2 separate regions of the Rattus norvegicus genome follow, and region 2 is linked to region 1. The links are chromatin contacts, called in public Hi-C maps. All regions are on one chromosome and are shown on one strand. Each heading gives the region's core, a stretch centred on a gene start, on an enhancer-like site or on the middle of the called end of the contact. The rest is flanking DNA. Distances are from core to core; before and after follow the strand shown. Region 1 overlaps Ankrd33b (ankyrin repeat domain 33B). Region 2 has its middle 23 kb from the start of Ropn1l.

Region 1 (4,463 bases), core at 728-3,227:
CTCTGGGTGTCCTTATAGTAATGACACGCGTCACAGGCTTGCTGTCATTGGCTGGCTGTGTCCTTATGTCTTCCCAACCATTAACTCCCTGTTGTGACTGCTTTGCGAGTTCCTCCTTTGCTTGCTGCCAGCTTGGTTCTCTGCAGCCTGGCTGCACTGTCACCAGGGGAGCTGAAGCTGGTTTCAGAGCTTTCACCTTTCTGGGGACTGGGCTTGCCATGCCTGCTTGGCTGGAAGGGGGTTGTGTCCACTAAATTTTTGTTCTGTTGAGGCAGCATTTCACGATGTAGCACTGGCTGGCCTGGAACTCCCTGTGTAGACCGGGCTGATGTGCCTACATCCTCCTCCCAATTGGCTACCATACTCAACTGTGTAAAGTTTAGGAAATATTTAGTGATTTTATTGATTTCAGGAGGAGATGGTGTGTAGGGTGCCCTGTCTTGCCATTGAAACCGGCAGTCTCTGTTTTTTTTTTTCCCCACATAGTTTTACTAAGGAGTATTACATTTTCACACAGCCAGAGCCAACCCATTTGCTTATGGTTTGTGGTTTGCCATTGAGCTTCAAGCCACCCTTTCTAAGTCAAGTTTATAGAAGGAGTCATCTGAGTTTCTTCCCAGGGTCTTTATGGCCGTATGCCTACTGATCCGTTTTAGGGCTAAAGTATCATTTGTTTGTTTTTGTGGGAAGGGCCGGGATGCATGCCACGGTATGTGTGTTTGTGTAGATCAGAAGACAATGTGTAGGGACTCCATTCTATTTTTCCTATCAGGCAGAACTTAAGTGGACAGCAGCAAAAACTCTCTTTGAGGCCCCCCCCCCCCTGCTTTGTGTTCTGGGACACGGATTTTTAACTCTGTAGTCCCTGCTGGTTCAGAAATTACTGTGTAGCCAGCCTGGTCTTTAAAGCATAGTAAGGCCTGTCAATATTAGGATTTGAGGCATGTGTTCTCATGCTCGGTGGGGTGTGTGTGTGTGTGGTGAGTGGGTGTGTTGAGACACGTCAATTTAGTCTCCGGCTACCCTGGAGATCGCAATCCTGCTGCTTCCTTTTGAGTTGTGGGATCGCAGGCATGTGCCACCACCACACCTGGCTTTAGGCATGTGTTTTTATTGTTCAGTTATTAACTTGCTCAAACAAAGTTGTTTGTGTATTTTTTTCCATCGTCCAGGTATTTCCCTAACACTTAACCTTTACAGACAAAGGGCTGTTTCTGGGCCGTCTGATCTACCTATACCCCCATCACTTTGTATTCTCACTCCTGTGTTTTATTTTCCTCTCTCTTATTTTGCTGAAGTATCAGACACACATTTAGAAAACTTATTTAGAAGCCCCTGAGCTTGCAGCGAATTGTGGTGGTTTTCCCCCCCAGACCGCTTGCCTGGCTGCTGCCCAGAGTGATGGATCTCTTTCCACCATATTCGCTTCCACTTTCATTCCATCTGGTCGGGACTGGCCGCATTTCTGGCAGGGAACCTGCTCACTCATGATGAGTCTTGATTTATCAGTTCAGGGTGGCGTTCACGACTCTCTGTTGTGGCAGATGGAGTGTTTTGTTCCTACCCCTCATTTTCCCCCTCTTGAGTCAGACTGGGCCAGCCATCTGCATCATTTCATATGTATTATTGTAGGGCGGGCTTGCGTGCGTGCGTGCATGCGTGCGTGGGTGGGTTGCTACGTGGGTGCGTGCGTGCGTGCGTTCGTTAGTTCATGCGTCCGTGCGTGCGTTCGTTAGTTCATGCGTCCGTGCGTGCGTGCGTCCGTGCGTGCGTGCGTCCGTGCGTGTGTTCGTGCGTGCTTGTATTTAGAACAGGTTTTGACTCTGTAGCCCAGGGTGGCCTCAAACTTGAGCTCCGTCTGTCCTTGGCCTGCAGGCTATTGGGATCATAGATGTAGATATCTACCACCAAGCCCAACCTTACCTGTTTTATTTTGACGTCAGCACCACACCCTTCACTTCTAGCTTCTCTGGTAGATAAAGGAATTGCCCCACACCCTTCCATGTCTGCTTCTTCTGTCTTCAGTACCTTTCTGCAGACAAGATTAATGGCATTTTCTTGACTTTGTAACTGTGCCAAGACATCAACTTTCTAGTTTGATTTCACAAACTGGAAACAAGTAAAATTTGTATTGTTGTAATACAGCATTGCTTTGGTGAAGTGCCACCTGGTGAGACAGGGTCACCTCTCCTTTTTGGTGTGGTAAGTTTCACGCTACCTTGGCTTATCTTTTACTCGGTCTTTTTCCTTTTTGGGGGGTGAAGCCTTAGCTATTAACCCATTATTCTTTACAAAATATAAAGCAAAACTGGTGTTTCATACTTCCATCCCGGCAACTTCCTTTAGGCACTGCTCCAGGTATTAGAGAGCAAGTGTCTGAGGCATGTGATCAACCTCCCTGCACCTGAGTCCAGAGTGATGCAAGGGGCACATGCACTAAAGCTGCAGCCATGGTGACTTTGAGCAGCCAGAAGTGACTAGGGTCCCCCAGTGAGTCACAGGCAGCAATCATCCTTCTACTGTCTGCTTGTGGGTAAAGGATTGCTTGCATACAATTCTCTACCTGGTGAGGATCTTAGATTAAAGGACTGGCCTGGAACTTCTGAGCCCCAGGAGTCCCCCCCCAGAGCTACATCTCCTAGAATGATAAGCTCTGGCAGGGCTTCTTCCTGATCTGGTGGTGTCTCTTTAAAGATTTGTTTGTTTACGTGTGTGTGTGTGTGTGTGTGTGTGTGTGTGTGTGTGTGTGTGTATGGGTGAAGGTCAGAGGACAACTCAGGTCATCAGATTTGGCAGATTTGGCAGCAAGCACTTTAAGCTGCTGAACCCTGAAATCCCTGTCGGTGAGGGCTGCCCTGATGGCCTCCTCTCCATTTTCCTTTGGTCGTTTTTAAAGCGGCAGCAAACATTTGCAAAGTGTTTGCTCTGTGCTCAGCTCACTCAGCTGCATTGTCCCTCTTGGTAGGAGCCCACCCAGCCTTCCGGTCAGTCCCTGGAAGAAGAAAAGGTACGCAAATGACCAGGGTTCTGAGTACTCGGCTGCATGGGATGGTCAGACTTTATTTTATTTTTTGCAAATGGGCCAAACAAATGCCTGCTTTTACAACAGGTGCCACTGACAGGGTGCAACTGAGGCTGACAGGACCCTACTTCCCACCAGGGCTGGGAGCCCAGAGATGTCCCCTTTCTTTGTACCTCTCAAGTAAATTGCTGTTTTTGTTTTTGTTTTTTAATAACTGTTTTCATCTTTTTAGGTTTATTTTATGTATAACTGATATCTTTCTATATATCTGAGCTGATTAATTTATATCTACTTGGGTTTAATTTATATCTATGTGGGTTATGTTACCCACGAAGGAAAAAATGTCTTTGATTAAAGGAATGGGGTACAATGTTTTGGGTGCCTAAATCACTTTTTTTCTCACAAGCTCTTGTACAAAGCTTGGGTTCTGCATATTGCTGCAAAGAAAGAGCAAAAGCAGCTGTCAGAGGCAGCCCGGTGAGCCAGCGGAACAAAGCAAACGCACCTGCCCTCTGGTGTGCAGGCAGGAGAGTTACTCCCTGAGAGTTGTAAAGGCACCTAGGATACACAGCTGCAGACTTCCTGGAAGAGGAGGTGTGGCCACTCCGTTAACGCCCTTGAAAGAGTTGTGCCAGTAGGCACAGTTTCTACGTTTCTTTGAGGAATATGTAGGACCCACTGTTTAGCCCAGATTGGCCCCAACTTAGATTTCTTCTTGCCTCTTAAAATGCTAAAGTTTATAAGACAACCAGCCAACTTCTCTTTCCCCTTTCTACTTCCTCTTTGTCTCATAACCATATTCATCTCTGTGATAAATTTTCTGGTGTTAAGAATAAAATCCAGGGGTTTGGGGATTTAGCTCAGTGGTAGAGCACTTGCCTAGCAAGCGCAAGGCCCTGGGTTCGGTCCCTGGCTCCAAAAAAAAGAAAAAAAAGAAAAGAATAAAATCCAGGGATCCCAGGAATCCTGCTTCTCTCTGGGCCAGCCTCTCACTCCCTTTTCTCAGCTCAGACTCCCCATCTTGCTCACCCCATATTCTGTTCCCTGCTACCTCCTCCAGTCGCCCTCTAGCCTGGCACACACCTGACCCTGAGAGAACACCTGCAATTGTGCCACCCACCCTATGAAGCCGCCTTTCCACCCTCTCTCTGTGCCCACTCTGTGTCCTCCCTCTGCTGATCTCACCCAGCCTTAGCAGCTCTGGGTTCCTGGCATCTGTCTGTGTGAACTCCTTTCCCGTCTCCTCACTTTCTGCCAAGAAGTCATTCTTAGCTTCCTGTCTTATGCTGCCCAATAGAAGAACCATCTCTAGGGACTTCAGGAGCCCCCACATCCCTTGTGGTCTTCCAGAGCGCACGGTGATGAGTTCCTTCACTGCGGGGACTAATAAGCAGAGGATTGAGAACGCTTTTAAAAGCTGCTGTCTTTAGACATGCCCTCC
Region 2 (4,463 bases), core at 1,137-3,636, 94 kb before region 1:
GGAGTTAGCAAGGATGTAGCCAGAAGGGCAAGCCATTGCACACCAGGGGCCTGGAAGGTGCTCTTCAGGGAAGCCTCAGTCTGGAAAGGCGTTTGGGTTAATAGCACTTGGGCTTGGGTGGAAATGCTTTTCTCTCAGACCCATTGTGGGCCACATCCTGGGTCAAGAAGGAACTTTGCATGCCACTGAGTTCTCACCCTCAGACACTCCTGTCATCACATTTTATGGATGAAGACACAGCTCCTTGTCCAAGTTCATTTGGTTGAAACGGGATGTTAGTGGCATGGCAGAAAAACCGAGGAAGTCTGCCTTCAAAATGAAGGCAGAAGAGAAATGTGGCTCCTAAGATTGGGGCAATGTCAGGATGGGGTGAAGGTTAATTTCTTGGTTCCCAATTGGAAGGTATGTAGGACAGGATCCCTGCAAGGGACACTTGAATAGAATTTGAGAGGAAGGTTTCATGGAAAATAATTCGCCAAGTGTGTAGGAGATGTCTTAGTCTGTTTTCATTGCTATAGCAGCACACCAGATTGCTTACAGAGCATGCAGATTTATCCCTCTCACAGTTCTGGTTCCCAGTTGGGGGACTGCCTTACCGAGGGGACCTCTCCAGGGTCCTGAGGCCGCAAAAGAGCTTCACCCAGCTCAGACAGCAGCCGCTGAGCTGGGACCTTGACTGTGTTTCTTCCCTATGCTGTGTTCACGATCCAGTGTTATGCATGGGTTCGTACTCTGAATAGAATCACACATTAGTCCAGAAAAAGTTCCAAAGCATCTAAAGAAAATATAGGCAGAGAAACAAAAGTCGAAGGTTGGTTATGCAAAACTGTGCTTGAGATGTATACAGAAATAGATTGCTTGTTCCATGCGGGCAGAGGCTGCGTACACAGCTTCCCAGAGAGTTTTGTAGCAGCAGACCTTACAGAGAGCTCTACTCTGGGCAGCTTTCTCTGGCATCCTAGAGGGCAGATGTCTAACAAGATGAAACCATGTCCTCAGACTGTCCACATGAACCAGGCAGTAGGCTCCTCTCTCCCTCCCAGCTGTTGGAGCTCATCTTCCAGCCCTTGGGCCAGTGGCCAGTCTTTTAATCTGGTCTTCCAATCTGCAGGATACCCTTCTCTTCAACCAGCCAATCCTGCTGTAGCGCCTGAGCCTGTATTAAACTCTCCTTGTTCAAATCACTGGGCAGCTGCTTTCTCTTCACTGGGTCCAGACGGACACGCTCCTTGACAGCACACCACACACAACTTAAAAGGAGATGCTGCTCCGTCTCTCATGGGCAGACAATACTGAGGGCACATGGCCAGAGCACGGGTCTTCAAGGTAAGAGACTGGCTTTGGAGCTAAGTGTGGGCTTTTGAAGGTGAGAACTTCTCAATCTTTGCCCTCATCTGTAGTCTGCAGATGATAATGGCCTTCGTGTAGATGGAGCAAAAAGCTAAGCTGCTGCAATGAAGTCATGTTGTGAATGAAAGCACATGGCTGATTCTCTAAAGGGACCCTGGGACGAGGGCTTCTTCATGAAAGAACTCCTGTGTTCCATGGGTCCTCCAGGAAAGCTGGTATCTCCATCCTCTCAGTTTGCCGTCCTCCTCTCTGCATGGTTGCCATTCACAGGAAGAGGTTAGTAGCCCAAGGAGGAAGAGCACATACTCATATATTGAGACCCAGACTCAGAAATGCTGCCTTCCACTGGGGCTAGGAAGTAAAAGAGACCAAGGATAGGGCTTCAAGTGTTGAAAAGGATACCCTCAATGACCTAAGGACCCACAATAGACCCCACTTCTTACAGGGCCCACCATCTCTCAACAGCACCCATGAACAGATTTATAATGGATCCAGAGGATAGTTGACAGACTGCACGATTCCCTGGGTCCTCATTCTCCTGAAATCCAGCCCACCCTGGCCTTCTGGATGAGCACTGAAAACCTCCAGCAGCTTCCCCACCTCGTGCATAGAAGTTCTTCAAAACTGACTCATGTTTTCTGAACTTTCAGCCATTGCTCCATATGCAAACACCCAGGAAACCTGAGCTCAGATTTCTCGAGTCCCAGATGGCTTCTAATTTGTGACGTGGGAGGAAAACTCTGTATTCCCTAGCAGATGTACAGGGGCTGCTGCTATTCATCTCACCACCACTTCCGACTTTCAGCATGGAAAGTTTCTCCCAAGCTCTATTGGTCTTAATTCTAAAATGTTAAAACAGAATGATGGGGGTGCGCATGCCTTTCCCACCAAGCCAAAGCCATTACCAAACAGACTATAGGTCACTGGGGTATCCCTTCAACCCCTGGGGGCTTGAAGACTCACCCTTGGTCTCTTTTACTTCCTAGCTATGGATTAAGCAGTTTTGCTCTGTCCCATGTTCTTGGAATGTCCTCTGCCTTCAGGAGAAGCTCAAGAAGCAAAGGTCTGCTCAGCCATAGAGTAGATCCCAAACCACGAGCCACAACAGACCTCACTTTATAATTTAGTTACTTCAGGTGTTTGGTTGTAGTTACAGGAAGCTGACTGACATGCTATCTATGGTAAGTCAGCATTCCAGGACCCATGGTAAGATTTTGAAAATATGGACCTACCTAAGTCTCATAAAACTATCTTGACATAGGACTGTCATGACCATTGGAGCTGGGCAAAGGGAAGCAGAACATGGTGGAGAACTGAACTAAAGCTTCCAAACTAGCCAGGAGTGGATTTGCAATTAAAAATCAATTTGGTTGCTGGAGCCCAGCAAGTTTTCTCTGTAGAACATCAACCAGGAAACAGTTTAAGGCTTTGCAGGACACATGTCTCCTACCACGACTACTCAGCCACTAACAATGTGAAGTGAAAAGTGCATTTGTGTCCAGGGAAATTTTATTGTTGGGGACGTAGAGATGGCCCAGTAGTTAAGAGAGAACACCGGAGGAGTGATGGCTCAGAGGTTAAGGGTGCACACTGCTCTGGCAACGGACCAGGGTGGAGTTCCCACTACCGATGCATCCATCGCAACCATCTATCAATCACTTCAGTTCCCAAAGACCCAAGGTCTTCTTCCTGTCTCCAGAGTCAGGTGGTGCACGTGTACACAAGCAGGCAAGACGTTTATACACGCTATATTTTTTATATACACGTTATAAAAATAAATCTAAGAAAACCCTTAATCACTCAACACCAAAGTCACAAGCTTATATAAATGTGCATCATTAACTTTTATGCTTCACCTCTTCGGTTAATTAATTATGTATAAAATCATTCTTAGCTCACTGCTTACACTTCCCTCTCACCTCATGAACTTCATGCAACTGACCTGGATGCTCTTTAGTTTTTTGGAGTTGTCTCCTAACACGTCACCCTCTGAGCACTGCTGGTCCCTGGTACCATCCTGGAAGCTCTCAGTCTTCCCCTGGGAGGTAGGTCCTGCTCTTGTCATTCACACTAAACTGGACAGTGTATGGCATGAGGTGGGACAAAGCCCTGCAGATACCAGGAAAGGAAGGTAGGATGAGCACTCACAGGAGCTGAGGATGAGGGATGCTCAATTGATCAGTCTCCTAGAAGTGGATGACAGAGGGCACCTGCTACTGTGCTCCGGAAGAGGATGCTGAGCCTGGTACTCTCAGTACCAACCTGGAGAGGGGACCACTGCTGAGGGAGGTCTGGTCAGACAGAAGCTGCTCGCAGTGCCTTCTCACCAGAGCCTTCCATCAGCCCGCCCTGACGACTCTCCTCCTAGAGCATGATCAGCAGTGTGTGTCTGCCTGGCCATCCAGGCTGGGGATAAACACACTCGCTTGCCTGGGTTACACTTACTTCATTGGTGTGCGTTTGGGAACGGGGGAGCAGCTGGAATTCATGTTTCCTGGGAAGGAGCAGGTGGAAGCGGAGGGGACCTGGTGGTTTCTGGGAATCCGCATCCTCCATAAAGTACGAGAGAGTGAATACTTGCGGTTTGCACAGACTGCCGTGACTGTGCATCTGCTGCTGTAGAGGAGAAGCAGCTGCTGTCAGCCCCGGGAAGATGAATGGGGCAGCTGCTCAGGCACGGCCTCTGGAGCTCCCTCTGGGCTCCCCGACCTCAGTTCCTGCCCCTCGTTAGCCTCGTGGGGCTGCTGTACCTGAGTACCTCAGGCTGGCCACAGGACTCACTCAGCCTTGAGACACCACTGAGACTAGAAACCTCAGTGTTGGCTGAGCCCTCTTCCTCCCAAGGTCACAAGGAAGACCCCTCCCCTGATTCTTCCAGGTTCTGCTGGCCTCTGGCTACCCTCAGTAGTCCTTGGCTTGTGGATGCATTGCGTAAATCCCTGCCTCCCTCTTCGCAGAGCCTTTATCTTTATCCAGACGGCCCATGTGAGGACGCTCACCTTACCCAAGTAGCCCCATCTTAAAACCACACCTGCAAAGATTCTATTCACAAGTGGGGCCATATGCAGGGCTTCTGGCTGGGTACAAATTTGCAGAAGCTGAGGGAACACACT

Evidence for each region. A called contact is a pair of places that touch in the nucleus more often than the background predicts.
Region 2: a contact with region 1 is called in a Hi-C map of frontal cortex, with 2.9 times the contacts expected there. The contact joins two enhancer-like sites. A contact is called at or near these places in 2 of 12 Hi-C or Micro-C datasets (frontal cortex and hepatocytes).

The regions. Positions count from the first base shown.
Region 1 is chr2:84,044,330-84,048,792 of GRCr8, reverse strand. The region is part of intron 1 of Ankrd33b (ankyrin repeat domain 33B); the gene reads left to right. Among named protein-coding and RNA genes, the nearest start is that of Ankrd33b, 23 kb to the left of the region's middle. Within about 2 kb of position 1,977, at least 14 of the 93 cell types and tissues checked have an H3K27ac peak or open chromatin away from gene starts, as enhancers often do.
Region 2 is chr2:84,139,129-84,143,591 of GRCr8, reverse strand. No RefSeq gene overlaps it. Among named protein-coding and RNA genes, the nearest start is that of Ropn1l, 23 kb to the left of the region's middle. Within about 2 kb of position 2,386, at least 10 of the 93 cell types and tissues checked have an H3K27ac peak or open chromatin away from gene starts, as enhancers often do.